Linked DNA regions of Mus musculus: region 1 is linked to region 2. The links are chromatin contacts, called in public Hi-C maps. All regions are on one chromosome and are shown on one strand. Each heading gives the region's core, a stretch centred on a gene start, on an enhancer-like site or on the middle of the called end of the contact. The rest is flanking DNA. Distances are from core to core; before and after follow the strand shown. Region 1 overlaps Gm30695 (a long non-coding RNA gene). Region 2 holds the start of 1700029J03Rik (RIKEN cDNA 1700029J03 gene).

Region 1 (2,722 bases), core at 217-2,716, 57 kb before region 2:
TTTAATGTTTTGTGGCATTTCATTTCTTTAGAAATAAAACAACTGATTGCATCTCCCTGTAATTATAGAGTTTACAATGAGCAGCTATCATAGAGAAGGAACATTGTGCTGATCTCCGCCATCGTACTTCCACAGATAAAGGGAAAACCACTACACAAAAATAGAATTTCAAGGTCTGTACATTGTGTATTTAGTCTGGCAGACACCTGTTGATTAGGGACAGTCAAAGTGCAACTGTCCCTGCTCCTGCTTTAAGCAAGAGCTGAAGTATGACTTCATACTTCATTATAACTCTGCCCATCACCCCCACTTTACGAGTCACTTCCGCAGAGACCTCTGGACATCGAATACTTATGTTAGTCAGAGTTCTTTCAAAATCCAGACCTGTTTTCAGAACAAATGCCAGATTTCCTGGGGAGGGCGGTTACAGCCACATCATCTAACACACTCTGTCTGGATAATCTTCCTTTAGTGTTTACTTAAAGAGGAAGTGATGCTCTCCAGACCCCCGGTAGAAATGAGATCATGTCATGAGGTTTCATTGATCAGGATCAGAAGGCAGATGAATTTCTTTGATGACACTACTAGGCATCTGCCGTTTCTTGTCTCCTATGACTGCTGGGAGATTACTAAAGGAAGCGAGGCTACCACAGAAGGAGACCAATCAACATGAATCAACCAATTGCTTCACAGTCATGGCAACATACAATGGGCTGTAATTGGTGTACACTGAGAAGACTTCATCGTTATATTTTTATGCCTATTTATTATTTATTTTACATATGTTGTATGTAGGTGTTTGTGTGTGTGTGTGTGGTACACACATGTGTTTGTGTGAATGTATCTGTTTGGGTGTGCATGTATGTGTGTGTGGGTTGATGTCAGTATCTTCCTCAAATTTTTTTCCATATTTTTTGAGACAAGCTCTCTTGTCATACCCAGAGCTCATGGAGTTGCTTAGACAGGCTAGTTAGCAAGCTTCAGGAATCTGTCTGTCTCCTGTTTAGCACTGGGATTTACAGGGCATACTGCCATCTGGGGCTTTTAATGTGGGAGCTAGGATCTGAGCTCAGGTCCCTGTTTGCACAGTAAACTCTGAATCATCTTCCCAGGCTTTCTATAGCTTTTTAAAGAAATATATTCATTAATGTTTATATTGACTTTAAAGTCCTGGTATGAAGTGCCACGATTTTAGGAAGAAAAGTGTCTTATGTAAACGTTCCTAAGTTGTAGGTTTTCTCTGACAAGACAGAAGGGTTCCATTGCGACTCGAGTTTGGGAAGTTTTCCCAAATAATACAGTGGTGTCACCACTAGGCTATTTACAGTCCTGATTTAGACTTGCATGTGTGTCTCCTTAAACTGAAATTTGTCTAATTAAAAGTAAATCTGGCTTCTGGGAAGTTGATGGAAACAAACAGATGGGGCAGGCTCTCCATCTGCTGTTGTGGCCGGCTTTTGAGTAGCTACCACTCCCCTGAGGCCTTGATTCATTTATTTCTTTAGCTGTTCATTTAATAAGTGTCTGCTTGGTGCCATCTCTGTGCCAATATTTAGGAGACAACACCAAGGGAAACCCATCACAGGTGGTCAGTCACGTTATCCTGCCTTCAGTGAGTTCTCCAGCTTGTGATGCTGAGCAACGACTGTCCCAGATCCCTCGAAGTCAAAGGTCTGGCCAGTGGGATTGGGTCCTGAGGGCCAGGTGCAAGCTGCTATTTGGCCTCTATGCATATGCTCAGAGCTGGCAACATGGCAGACATGTGGTCTGGATGGCAGAAAACAAACAAACAAACAAAAAGCCTCAGGCCCTGATACTGTGGGGTGCAGAGTGTGGAGTATTGTAACAGCCAAGTGTGTGCACGATGAAACACCAAAGGAAAACCTCCAGAGTCATTACATCACTGCTGCTTAAACAGTGGCCTCTCAGCCTAGAGAGGATCCAGTGGTCAAGCGTGGCCAGCAGATTGGATGGGCTGGGCCTCGTGAACTCTTCCGTAAGAGAAGCACCCAAAATGACCATCTCAGTGTGTGTAAAGGGCCCGACTGTAGACATACTCTGTGAGCTTCTTAAGCATTCAAGCCTGTGTATTGGGAAATAAAAGGCCAAAAAGCCAGAACTCTTTTCAAAGAGGGTGGAGAAAGGCATACATTCTTGTCACCTTCTTCTTAACAGAGAAGAGGCATAAGGCTAATTTCCACCCAGCAGCCAGGCCCGAGCAGAGCATTGCAGGTATGTAAGATCCCAGGGCAGACTCAAAGGTCTCAGAAGAACCAGGCTCTATTTTCTTAGCTCCATCTGTGTATCCCTGTAAAACAAACCCTGGCTTGGTAAATGTTCTTCCAGGGACAAGGCTACCTCTATCCACAGTGAGCAGCGGTAAACATACGAGTATATATTTAGATGTGGGTTAGACACAAAGTAGCCTTTTCTTTCTAAAGGAGGAAAAGAAAAAGCAAACACAACTTCAGTTCCTTACTGAACCTGGCACTTTTAGATCTAAGTCGACAGAAAGGACCACATGAGAACGTGCTGAGCCTCAGAGTTAACAAGATGTCACTGTGGGAGAGAATTTTCATAATTAATGAACCAGTTCAATGTGTGCTGCCGTTTGACTTTGATGAATGTGTGTGGAGGCGTCCCCTCGGGACTCAGCAGTTGATATGGGAAGCCCTCCTGTCTATATCCTGTGATGGGCATGAATCACAGTCAGGGCATCCAA
Region 2 (2,703 bases), core at 180-2,679:
CAGCAGAGGCACAGTGGCCCTCAGGGGCAGATGTTCCATCCTGGATGCTGACTTAGGGCTTCTGTTCACTCACGGCTGTTTGTAGAGCATCTCATATGTACCGAGCACAGAGACAGATGCTGGCCAGACCTCAGGGTAAGCAAGGCACATCTGACTTGTCATTCTGGGGCTTTTACAGTCCGAAAATGTTAAGAAAGACTGCTATGTGATAACATCGGAGTATAGGTCACAGTACTGGGGACAGTGTGTGTGTGGCTGGAGGGTTCAGAAAGTCTCCTCAGGGTGATGGAGCTTCAGTATGCAGAGACGGTGGAGAGCAGAGAGCTTGTGTGCAGTGGTGGGTAGAAGGCCAGGTTTTTATCTCCAGGTCAGGCAACGTCTTCAACAAGGATGCTAAGTCTCTTCAAGGACCATAGAACAAGATGAATCCCACCAACTGCCTGCCGCTTCTAACTTTTTTTCTAGATAACATCTTTAATCAGAGAGCCACTCCTGCTCTTCAGCTCTTCAGCCAAGCACCTCAGAGGAAGCTGAGCCCATGTGGAGTCCCCAGGGGTGGTCGAGTGATAATGTCACTTGTGCCATATGTACCCCCTTGGCAGAATGACGGATATGCAAACTAATTCCAGCTCATAGAGTGTAAGGGGAGGGCCCGAGGAGCGGCTCACTGGGTGAGAGGCCAGCATGAGAACTTGACTCCTGATCCCTGATATTTGTACAAAAACTCCAGTGTTTTCAGGCCCAGCACTGGGGGCAGAGACGGGCCAATGCAGAGAGTGTGGAACAAACCAGCCTGCTCAAAGCAGCAGATTCTGATTCAGAGAGATGCTGTCTCAGGGCAGCAAGGTAGAGAGGGAAATTACCGAATGCCTCCCCTCCCCCAACACTCACATCCTGTAAGAGGATTTCTGGCGGAGGCAGAGATCTGGATGCTCCTCCCTTCAGGCTGGAGAGGCAGAGAGGAAAACTCACGTTTCTAGAAATGTAGCGTCTGCCACAGTGACAGACATTTCGCTACCACCCACAACAGTGACAGACATCTCGCTACCACCCAGCAGCTGAAGCTCTCCCAAGGGACAGGGTTCTTGCTGGCCTGCTGGCCGCGTGGTACCACTGCCCAACTGTTGTGTTAGAAGGTGGCTTGTATCTGGACAGATCACACCACAGCAGCACAGCTCTATGAGAAGAGATTTACTGGGGAAAGAGGGGGTGAGGAGGAGGAATGAGGGGAACAAAGAAGGGGAGAGGGGTCTGGGGCCCTGCCTTTTATTCAGGCCGGGATGTAACCATGAATATCAGGTGCGCAGGTGAAGTGCGCAGGTGAGGCGCACATTGGGGGGGGGGGGGGGGAATGATGTGTGGCGGTTGCCATGGCAACAGACGCATGAGCGTCCCTGTTGCCTAGGGGTGACCTCATCGCTGGATTCCGAGGCGACCAGTTTCTGATGTCAACACCATTGCTTACCTTTGAGGTCTCTTTAATGTATTGTTATTTTGGCCAGTGGGAATCACTGCTGCTGGCGAAAGCATGGGGCTTCCTGGAGGAGGAGACCTGGTGACCCACAGGCTGTCTGAAATGGTCTGAAAACGAGCAGAAGTTAGGCCGATGTAAGTAGAGTGTTGTAGGCAGAAAGCACAGTCCCCGTCCCCGTGTGGTCGAAGACACAGGACAGTCCTGACTCAGAGGTAGTACGGATCACAAGGAACAGAGGTGGGGGGGGGGGGCACGGGGACGGAACGCCCTTTCTGACTCTCAAGATGGGCTCATCATGTTTGGCTCACGAGGCGCTGAGGTCCTCACTGAACTCAGAGGGAGTTTGAGGGAGTTTGGGCGTCGCTCTAGAGAAGATGGATGACGGTGGAGTGCCGTGTGATGCTGGTGCACAGCCCGCTGCTACCCAGGTAACCACGGTGGCCCTTGAACTCGGTTCCCCTGGACTCTCAGGACTTACTTGGGTGCCGTTCTCTTCTCTCTCAGCTGCCCGTCTAGGCTGAGTGCCGCCCTGAGCCCTGTGTTGGCCTCAGTACTCCATCAGGTCCAGCCCCCGGTCTCCTGCTTCGGTTTGTCTTTGTCCTGTGTTGGGTGTGCTGCTTGGACTCCTTATTCTCTCAGAGCGACCAATTGAGAGGCAAAGAGCAGAATGAGCGAGCGGCTTCCAGCACACTCAGAGTGAACCAGAGGCTGAGGGCACAGCCATTGTCCCTGCCTCCCATGAGGATCTATTTGAGGGGCTGGGCCTCCCTCAATGCCTGGTTTTGATAGGCCAAGAGCCATTGTAAATATATGAAACTGTCACTGGTATAGCCGAGAGGTGGAAAGGGAAGGGCTGGCTAATGGAGAGTCAACTGTGGACATCCAATTCTCCCCTAAAGGCAGGGTTGGGAGGGTGCTGGATGCAACAATGAGGACCTGAATCTAGATTGCCAGAACCAAGGGTAAAAAAACAAAAAAATCAAAAAACAAAACAAAACAAAAAACAAACAACAACAAACGACAACAACAACAGCAAAAAAACCAAAAACCCAAAAACCCAAAAAAGCCTTGCATGTGGCACACACACACACACACACACACACACACACACACACACACACACTTGAAGGGGCTGGAGAGATGGCTCAGTGGTTAAGAGCACTGACTGCTCTTCCAGAGGTCCTGAGTTCAATTCCCAGCAACCACATGGTGGCTCACATCCATCTGTA

The links. A called contact is a pair of places that touch in the nucleus more often than the background predicts.
Region 1: a contact with region 2 is called in a Hi-C map of the N1E-115 cell line, with 4 times the contacts expected there. The contact joins the enhancer-like site here to the promoter of 1700029J03Rik in region 2. A contact is called at or near these places in 5 of 484 Hi-C or Micro-C datasets (the N1E-115 cell line, cortical neurons, cranial neural crest and 2 more), 2 of 115 datasets of contacts at active chromatin or transcription factors (embryonic fibroblasts and embryonic stem cells) and 1 of 9 other capture datasets (embryonic stem cells).

The regions. Positions count from the first base shown.
Region 1 is chr16:93,514,600-93,517,321 of GRCm38.p6, reverse strand. The region is part of intron 2 of Gm30695 (a long non-coding RNA gene); the gene reads left to right. Among named protein-coding and RNA genes, the nearest start is that of Gm30695, 15 kb to the left of the region's middle. Within about 2 kb of position 1,466, at least 12 of the 459 cell types and tissues checked have an H3K27ac peak or open chromatin away from gene starts, as enhancers often do. A contact at or near this core is called in the N1E-115 cell line, where this site is marked.
Region 2 is chr16:93,457,598-93,460,300 of GRCm38.p6, reverse strand. 1700029J03Rik (RIKEN cDNA 1700029J03 gene) reads left to right here and starts at 1,429. Exons shown (of 3, transcript NR_040494.1): 1 at 1,429-1,608.